2 separate regions of the Sus scrofa genome follow, and region 1 is linked to region 2. The links are chromatin contacts, called in public Hi-C maps. All regions are on one chromosome and are shown on one strand. The core of a region is the stretch at or near the end of the contact, and the rest is flanking DNA. Distances in the headings are between cores, read along the strand shown. Region 1 holds the start of LOC106504178 (zinc finger protein 333-like). Region 2 holds the start of ZNF671 (zinc finger protein 671).

Region 1 (5,224 bases), core at 65-2,564, 94 kb before region 2:
CAAGACCAAAACACAAGAAATGGAACTCAGGAGGTCCTGTCGTGGCTCAGCAGTGACAATTCCCACTAGGTTCCATGAGTATGTGAGTTTGACCCCAGGCCCTGCTCAGTGGGTTAAGGATCTGGCATTGCCATGAACTGTGGTGTAGGTTGCAGATGCAGCTTGGATCCAGCATTGCTGTGGCTGTGATGCAGGCTGGCAGCTGCAGGTCCGATTGGACCCCTAGCCTGGAAATCTCCATAGGCCCGGGTGCAGCCCTAAAAAAGCAAAAAAAAAAAAAAAAAAAAAAAAAAAAAAAAAAATCACAACATTTTGCTTAAATATGCCTTTCCCACAAGTATTGTTATTCTAGTAAGAATCAAGATGCGATAACCCTGAAGACCACCATCAGGATCACACCGAGATCGCCTAAGATCCCCCCAGAAAGGAAGAATGCACGTTTGCCCCAACCCTGATTCTTGTCTGAAATCCTCTTTTTCTCCTTTTAGACTATAAAACTCCCTGCAATTCTTCTCCAAAGGACAGCGCAGTGTTTATGGCACTAGCCTGCGGTGGCCTCCTTTGCCAAAAAACTGGATCCCTTCCTATTCGGAGCTGGTGGGCAGAGGTCAAATTTCGGCAACGAGCAGACGCTGGGCACTCGGGGCCTTAGCATCTGTTGCAGCGAGAGTGGTGACGGCCTGGAAGACGTGTTTACCTTGTGCCGGTACCTCGGTGAAGCTGCTGCCTCTGAGTCTGTTGTGGGAGCAGCAGCGGAGGAGCAGAGCTAGAGCAGGACCGCCCTATCCAAGGTCAGGAGTGGGGCATCCCTACTTCACCTCTGTACCGAGGGACAGCGCCTCCTCTCAGACCTTTCGGGTCCCTGCGCTCGGATCCCGACACGAAGCTCTGCAGTCAGACCAGACCCCGAGCCCCAGAGACGGCTCACGGAGCAGCAGGCCGGAAGTTCCCGCCCCGCTACCCGGAATCCGCCCAGAAACGCCTCACCCTGAGCTTTCATTGACTCAACTCGGCGCAGGGTCTTCTGGACAATGTAGTTCTCAGGGCTCCAAAGATGGTTTATGAGTGTTGTTCTTGACCAACCGGAAACTCTTCCACCCGGCTCAAGAAGGGATGCTGGAAAGTGGTCATCCTGACTCCAGAAAGGCCGGGCTTTGCTAATCGGGAGGGGCAGCAGAAAGACCTAATTTCAGGCCTAGTGAATCTCATATGCTAGAGAATAAAAATATTTAAGGAGTTCCTTGCTGGTTAAAATACCTGGTATCGTCACTACTTTGGGTCAGGTTTGATCCCTGGCTCGGGAACTTGCAAATGTCACTGACACAGACCAAAAAAAAAAAAAAAAAAAAAGAAAGAAAGAAAAGAATTATAGACATTATTGTGATCACTATTTATAGGAACCGTGGGATGTGATTAAAAAAACCCTCTTTTAAGGGTTTTTTTTAGTATTATATGGTTTTTCCAATTTTCCGTTTTGTGCTGTTACTATGACCCACAAACCAGTCCTTTTGTTGGCTGGAATTTTTTTTCCTCCTGCTTTATGACCAAGGAGTGTCTTTCTAAGAATCTGGTAGCCACCTCTTTAAAGTGGAAACATCAGGAGTTCCCATCGTGGCGCAGTGGTTAAGGAATCCGACTAGGAACCATGAAGTTGCGGGTTCGGTCCCTGCCCTTGCTCAGTGGGTTAACGATCCGGCGTTGCTGTGAGCTGTGGTGTAGGTTGCAGAGGCGGCTCGGATCCCGCGTTGCTGTGGCTCTGGCGTAGGCCGGTGGCTACAGCTCCGATTCAACCCCTAGCCTGGGAACCTCCATATGCCGCGGGAGCGGCCCAAGAAATAGCAACAACAACAACAACAAAATAAAAAATAAATAAATAAATAAATAAATAAATAAAGTGGAAACATCAGGTAGCCTTGTTGTTGTTCCATTTTTGGCCACCCCTCCACATATAGAGCTCCTGAGCCAGGGATCAGAACCAAGGCTCATTCGCTACCTAACCCACCCCATTGCAGCGGCAATACTCACTGTGCCAGGCTGGGGAGTGAAGCTGCATCTAGCACTCCCAAGACACCAATTCCCTTGCACCACAGCAGGAACTCCTGGTAGCCATTTTTTGAAGTGCAAATGTCAAGGGAGAGAGTTCTCCTAACTTGTATTTCTTTTTCTTTTTTTTTTTTTTTTTTTTTTGTCTTTTTGCCATATCTTGGGCCACTCCAGCGGCATATGGAGGTTTCCAGGCTAGGGGTCTAATTGGAGCTGTAGCCACCGGCCTACGCCAGAGCCACAGCAACACACGATCCGAGCCGTTTCTGTGACCTACACCACAGCTCAAGGCAACACCGGATCGTTAACCCACTGAGCAAGGGCAGGGATCGAACCCGCAACTTCATGGTTCCTAGTCGGATTCGTTAACCACTGTGCCACGACGGGAACTCCTAACTTGTATTTCTTTAGGAGCCTAACCTCAGCGCTCAAATTGTTACAATTTGGAAAACTACCACCAGTCAAAGAGATGCTTGACTTTCTTCTGGATAAAGTAAAAAACCTAACAATCACCTCAATTACTGTTCTGTCAAGTCCATTTATTTGAGGACTAGTTACTGGTTACTGTTTATCTTGAATATAAGTATGTTATGGTATCTGCTTGACTATATAAACGGGTGTGACTTCTTCTAGTCTTTGTAATTTCTTAGTTCACCTGTGACAAGCATCAAACTATGGCTTAATGATGACTTAACAAGAAAATTGTTTTGGCGTTCCCTTGTGGCTCAGCAAGTCAATGATCTGGCATTGTGATTGCTGTGGCTTGAGCTCAATTGCTTTAGCATGCCACATGTGCAGCCAAAAAAAAAAAAAAAAGACATTTTATGTGCATGCAGTTGAAGTCAATTATACTGATATAAAACATTTAAAAATTAACAAAAACTTCTAACCATTTTACTTTTTATTATTTTCTATGTTCTAGACATTATTTGCAGCTACTGTATGACTATGCCACAAATTTAGAATACAATTGTGCACTACTGACACCTATTCCCAACTCCATGTTCAGTAACACCATGTTGCTGATTAAAAATTGGCCACAGTGGGAGTGTTTACACCAGGGAAATTAGAACACAATACAAATCATGGTATTGTTGCATATGTAGACTTAAACTGATCAAGAATATATTAATAATGCAGATTAAAATATATGCTATATGTAGACACTGCATTATGTACAGCTCAAAAGACATTCAGGAAATATTTCTGAATATTTAAAACAAGATAGAGGCAGCAGGTTGAGGATCCAGCATTATCTCTGCACTTACTCAAGTTGCTGCTGTGACATGGATTTGATCCCTTGCCTGGGAAAGTCCACATGCTGCAAGCATTGTCAAAAAAAAAAAAAAAAAAAAAAAAAAAAAGAAAGAAAGAAAGAAAAGAAAAGAATTTATTCCATTGTTAAAGACAATTATTTCTTAAGACAGAGAAGTCACATCATTGAAGAACAAATGAAGTTCAAAAAAATCTTGGTTGTTTCACTGTCTTCCAAATTGTTAAAGAAAAGTGAAGTAGCCAAAATTCCTTTTAAAAAATAAGCACAGACATGGTGGAGGATAATGTGAGAAAAAGAACGAATAAATATATGTATGACTGGGTCATTTTGCTGTACAGCAGAAATTGACAGAATATTGTATATCAACTATAATAGAAAAAATAAAAATCTTAAAAAGGAAATAAGCACAAGAGTTCCCGCTGTGGCACAGTGGCTTACAATCCAGCTTGGTTCAGTCTCTGATCTGTGGCCTGGTGCAGTAGGTTAAGGATCTAGCGTTGCTGCAGCTGTGGCATAGGTCACAGCTCTGGCTTGGATTTGATCCCTAGCCCAGGAACTTCCAGATACCATGGATGTGCAGAAAAAGAAAAAAAGTATACTGCACACATCCACAGTGAGGACTTAGGACCATTCAAGGAGATGTAACTGGGGCATTGGAACAACATGGAGCCATGTCCAAGAGGAACAGAATACTTCCAGTCCAGGGATCTGGTGGCTAAACAGGTTTCTCCTGAACACATTTGGGTTTGGGGTTTTTTTTTTTTTTTTGCTTTTTCAGGGCCACACCTGGGCAAATGGTTGTTCCCAGGCTAGGGGTTGAACCAGAGCTGCAGCTGTTGGCCTATGCCACAGAAACTCAGGATTTGAGCCAGATCTGTGACCTATACCACAGCTCATGGCAGCGCCAGATCCCAATACAAGTCCTCATGGATACTAGTTGGGTTCATTACCACTGAGCCAAAAGGGGAATGCCCTTATTGATTTTCTGACTAGATGATCTATCCATTGTTGAAAGTGGGAATATTGAAGACCCTACTTTTATTATACTAGTCTTTGTCCCCCTTTAGGTATGTTAATATTTGCTTTATATAAAAAGTTGCTCCTATGTTGGATACATTAATGTTAACAAATATTATATATCCTATTGTTGGACTGACCCTTTGACTTTATGAAAGTCAAAAAGATATTCCACACAGGAGTTCTTGTCGTGGCTCAATGGTCAATGAACCCGACTAGGAACCATGAGGTTTCGGGTTCGGTCCCTGGCCTTTCTCAGTGGGTTAAGGATCTGCCATTGCCGTGAGCTGTGGTGTAGGTTACAGATGCAGCTCGGATCCCACATTGCTGTGGCTGTGATGTAGGCCAGCAGCTACAGCTCCAATTAGACCCCTAGTCTGGGAACCTCCATATGCCATGGGTACAGTCCTAGAAAAGACAAAAAAAAAAAAAAAAAAAAAAAATTCCATGCAAACGGAAACCAGAGGAAAGCTTACAGATAGCTATATTTCATCAGTTCATCAAACAAATCAAACTTGAAGCCAAAGACACTAATTTGAGAAAAAAGTAATTACATAACGATAAATGAGTCAACAGAACAAGAGAATAGGATCAGTTTATAATTTGAGGCAAAGGAGTTTCCGTCGTGGTTCAGTGGTTAATGAACTCATCTAATATCCATGAGGACATGAGTTCAATCCCTGGCCTTGCTCAGTGGGTTAAGGGTCTGGCGTTACCATGAGCTGTGGTATAGGTTGAAGACACAGCTCAGATCCCACACGCTGTGTCTGAGGGTAGACTGGCAGGTACAGCTCCAATTCGACCCCTAGCCTAGGAACCTCCATATGCCACAGGTGCAGCACTAAAAAAACATAAAATAAAATTTGAGGTAAAATTCAAGTAACATAA
Region 2 (4,636 bases), core at 1,970-4,469:
TAGGAAGGGGCAGAGTTTTGCTTCCCTTACATGCATTAAAATCACAGATAATTTGGAGTTTTCATTGTGGCTCAGTGGGTTAAGGACCCAACATTGTCTCTGTGAGGATGTGGGTTTGATAGCAGGTCTTGCTCAGTGGGTTAAAGGAGCCAGCATTGCCACACGCTGCTTCAGATCGGGTGTTGCTGAGATGTAGGCTGGCAGCTGCAGTTCTGATTCAACCCCTGGCCTGGGAACTTCCCTATGCTGCAGATGGGGCCATAAAAAGAAAAAAAAAATCACAGATAATTTATAGAAGTGGCGGGAGAATCACTTCCGGTATGGGAATAACTCACATTAGAGGAATTCTTTGTTAGAAACTTCCTGGGAGGCAAGAAGCCTGTTTTCCCTGGAACATTTATTTTAGTCAAAAACACAAGGAGGGAGTTCCCGTTGTGGCGCAGTGGTTAACGAATCTGACTAGGAACCATGAGGTTGCGGGTTTGGTCCCTGCCCTTGCTCAGTGGGTTAACGATCCGGCGTTGCCATGAGCTGTGGTGTAGGTTGCAGACGTGGCTCACGTCCCGCGTTGCTGTGGCTCTGGCGTAGGCCAGTGGCTACAACTCCGATTGGACCCCTAGCCTGGGAACCTCCATATGCCGTGAGAGCGGCCCAAAGAAATAGCAAAAAGACAAAAAAAAAAAAAAAAAAAAAAACACACACAAGGAGGCTGGGACACTATCATATGGCATTTGAGGTATTTTTGTGGTTTTCAAAAGACTACATTGGAATCACTCCTGGCACTGGAGGAGCTTTTCAGTGTGTGTTTCTCTTAGAACAGTCTGTTCAAAAGCAAGGATGACATCGTCAGAAATCGACTTTGCAGCACCCCCTCTGCTGGGCCAGGCTCTTCACACCCTCCCTACACAGCATTCTCCTCTTGCAGACACCGGATGGACAGAATACCCCTCCTCTCTGAGGGAAGTCTCAGAAATGCCCACCCTTTCTCCTCTGCCCACAGCCACAGCCCTCCCCTCTCACCCTAAGGGCCATCTGAAACAATACACTTAAGACTGCTATCCAGAAATCTGATCTCCAGGCCTTGACCTAGCTCAGACCACTCTCTACATGCTGTGGACATCTCCAGCCCAGACTCTTCTCCACAACCCCAGACCTTCTGTTCAGCTGCCCATGTGACACCTCCACCCTTGAGATGTCAGAATCAACCATGTTCATGCTGAAACCTGCTCCCTAGTTTGAATGCCTAATTTCCATTTTCAAGACATCCCTGAAAAAAAAAATTAACTTGGTTTTTCACTCACTAGCAATCACAGCCACATCCAATGAAGCAGGAAGTACTGTTAGTTTTATCTTCAAAACCTATCCAGAATCTGCTCACTTCTTCCCCATCTCCTGTCACTACTCTGGTCCATCTACCATTAGAACATTCCTGTAAGCTGCTACAGTAACAGTAGTAGACTCTTTTTTTTTTTTTTTTTTTTTTTTTGTCTTTTCGCCTTTTCTAGGGCTGCTCCCGCGGCATATGGAGGTTCCCAGGTAAAGGGTCGAATCGGAGCCGTAGCCGCAGGCCTAAGGCCACAGCCACAGCAACGCTGGATCTGAGCCGCATCTGCAACCTGCACTACAGCTTACAGCCACGCCGGATCCTTAACCCACTGAGCAAGGCCAGGGATCCAACCTGCAACCTCGTGGTTCCTAATCAGATTCGTTAACCAGTGTGCCACGATGGGAACTCCACTAGTAGTAGCCTTTTTACTGGTCTCCATCCTCACCATCTGTGGCCCCCAACGGAATCTTTTTTTGTAGTTGTTTTTGTTTGTTTGTTTGTCTGTTTGCCATTCCAACGGCACGTGGAAGTTCCCCGGCAAGGGATGGAATCCGAGACACAGCAGTGATAACCCCAGATCCTTCACCCGCTGAGCCACCAGGGAACTACAATCTAATCTGTTTTGGCCGCCACAAAATGTGGGCTAATTTTAAACTCTCCACCCAGATCAAGTAGTTCTATTCAAAATCCTTATGGCTTCCGAGTTCCCGTCCTGGCTCAGTGGTTAACGAATCCGACTAGGAACCACTGAGGTTGCGACCCCTGCCCTTGCTCAGTGGGTTAAGGATCCGGTGTTGCCATGAGCTGAGGTTTAGGTTGCAGACGCGGATCGGATCCCGCGCGGCTGTGGCTCTGGTGTAGGCCAGCGGCTACAGCTCCCATTCGACCCCTAGCCTGGGAATCTCCATAAGCCGCGGGAGCGGCCCAAGAAATGGCAAAAAGACAAAAACAAAAACAAAATCCTTATGGCTTCCAGAGCCCTCGAAATGAAAGTACAACTGCTCAACCCAGGTGTGACTCTTCACCCCCTGCTCCGTGCTGACATGACGTGCATCCCAGGATCTCCAGAAAGCCTCTGGCTCAGCCCGACCTCCAAGCCTTTGCACCTGCGGGTCCCTCCCCTGTAGCCTCTCCCACGCGCCATCACACCGTCCGTCAGAAATAAGACCCCACCCAAGACGGCCCCACCGCCCTAGACACCGGGGCCCGGGCTGCAGGCACGGGAGCAGGCGCCCCGCACTCGGGGCTTCAGTGTCTGGCGGGGGAGGGCGGGGAGGGCCTGCGGACGAGCATTTACCTGAAGCGGGTCCCTTGGCTCGGCCGCCGCCATCGGGCTCTGCTGGCGGAGCGCGGCGAGAGAGGCCGACGTCCAGGTTGCGGACGCGAAGACGACTTTCCCGAGCACCACCCTGGCACCGAACAGCTGGGACGATGCCTCCTCACGCACTTCCCAAGTCCTCAACCAAGCATAGAAGCACCCAGGCGCGAGCAGATCCTCCCAGGAACCAACAAAACATCCGCTGGAGCGGAGGATGCCGGAAGTGCCGCTCAGACGTCTTCTGCGCGCAGAGAAACTCCCCTCTCGTGGGCCTGCGCTGGACTACGGCGCACTGTCTTCTGGGTAATGTAGTTCGGGCAGTGTCCCCTTAGCGAGAGATTCAGGTCCCAGGCCTGGGTTCCTGGGGAAAGGGTGAGTTACACCCTGACAGGGTTTGTAAGTGGTACCTCTAATCCGAAGGAATTAAATCTAATCCGATATCATCTTAAATCGACCAAACCAAGATTCCATGAAGTGTAGTCTGCACCACTTACAGAAATATTTGCAGATATTCCAGAAAGCCGCAAAACCAAAAGGACACTCCACACCGCTAACGTCTCTCTGTGTCTGTTTATACCTGTGAGCTAGTAACCATTAACCTGTTTTTTAAATACATATGAACTGAAGCTTTAGGCTCAGTGTTGTTACCTTCAGTTCTGGTCAGGGACAAGAGAGGAAAAATTCTAGACTGGGCCGTGGAATGGAAGCAGAAAGAGAAATGTTGAGCCACCCTGAAGCCAGTGGATAGATTTCCTCAGAAAACGTTTTTCCTGCCTGTATAATCAGTGATTATATTGAATCCAAGAATTAAAATATATGAGTGATATCATATGGTATCACTTTACCTGGAATCTAATAAAAAATAACACGGAAGGAGTTACAATTGTGGCACAGCAGAAATGAATTTGACTAGGAAACATGAGGTTGCGGGTTTGATCCCTGGCCTTGCTCATTGAGTTGAGGGTTCATGAGCTGTGGTGTAGATTGAAGACGCAGTTTGGACCCAATATTGCTGTGGCTCTGACGTAGGCCAGCAGCAACAGCTCCACTTAGACCCCTAGGCTGGGAACCTCCATAAGCTGTGGGTGGAGCCCTAAAAAGACAAAGGACCAAAAAAAAAAATGTGTGTATATATATATATATATATATATATATATATATATAATTTGCCTTTTTAGGGCCACGCCTGTGACATATGGAAGTCCCCAGGCACAGCCACAGCCACAGCAATGCCAGATCTGAGCCATGTTGGTAACCTACACCACAACTCACTACAATGCCAGATCCTTAACCCACTGGGCAAGGCCAGGGATCAAACCTGTGTTCTCATGGATACTGGTCAGATTCATTTCCACTGAGGTACTACGGGAACTCCCCTTCCTCCTGTAAAGCAAAATGAACTTTTTCTTTTTGTCTTTTGTTGTTGTTGTTGTTGCTATTTCTTGGGCCGCTCCCGCGGCATATGGAGGTTCCCAGGCTAGGGGTCTCATCGGAGCTGTAGCCACCGGCCTACGCCAGAGCCACAGCAACGCGGGATCCGAGCTGCGTCTGCAACGTACACCACAGCTCACGGCAACGCCGGATCGTTAACCCACTGAGCAAGGGCAGGGACCGAACCTGCAACCTCATGGTTCCTAGTCGGATTCATTAACCACTGCACCACGACGGGAACTCCCGCAAAATGAACTTTTACCTAGGTGTAAATATCCATAGACTGGCAGCTACAGCTCCGATTGGACCCATAGCCTGGGAACCTCCATATGCTGCCGGTGTGGCCCTAAAAAAGACAAAAGACTAAATAAATAAATAAATAAATACTCTCTAAATTAGTCATTTCTATTTTAATAGTTGGATAAGGTTGTAGCCTTCAATATAAAAGTCTTCAGTCTTGAAGTCATTGATTTTCTCAACTTTTCAAAGGATTTTGAGCTTTGGGAAAGGCCTTGGTCCTCACTGAAGCTCTATTTTCAGTGGTTCAATGCGATTCAGGC

The links. A called contact is a pair of places that touch in the nucleus more often than the background predicts.
Region 1: a Hi-C map of liver shows a contact between it and region 2, with 4 times the contacts expected there. The contact joins the promoter of LOC106504178 here to the promoter of ZNF671 in region 2. A contact is called at or near these places in 1 of 5 promoter capture datasets (liver) and 2 of 47 Hi-C or Micro-C datasets (heart right ventricle and liver).

The regions. Positions count from the first base shown.
Region 1 is chr6:62,586,253-62,591,476 of Sscrofa11.1, reverse strand. LOC106504178 (zinc finger protein 333-like) reads right to left here and starts at 1,314. Exons shown (of 5, transcript XR_002345387.1): 1 at 698-1,314. It overlaps LOC100516085 (zinc finger protein 256), which reads right to left. Exons shown (of 3, transcript XM_013998882.2): 3 at 4,804-5,224.
Region 2 is chr6:62,494,893-62,499,528 of Sscrofa11.1, reverse strand. It overlaps ZNF671 (zinc finger protein 671), which reads right to left and starts at 3,219. Exons shown (of 3, transcript XM_013998881.2): 1 at 2,625-3,219. The coding sequence starts at 2,657. It also overlaps the pseudogene LOC100737830.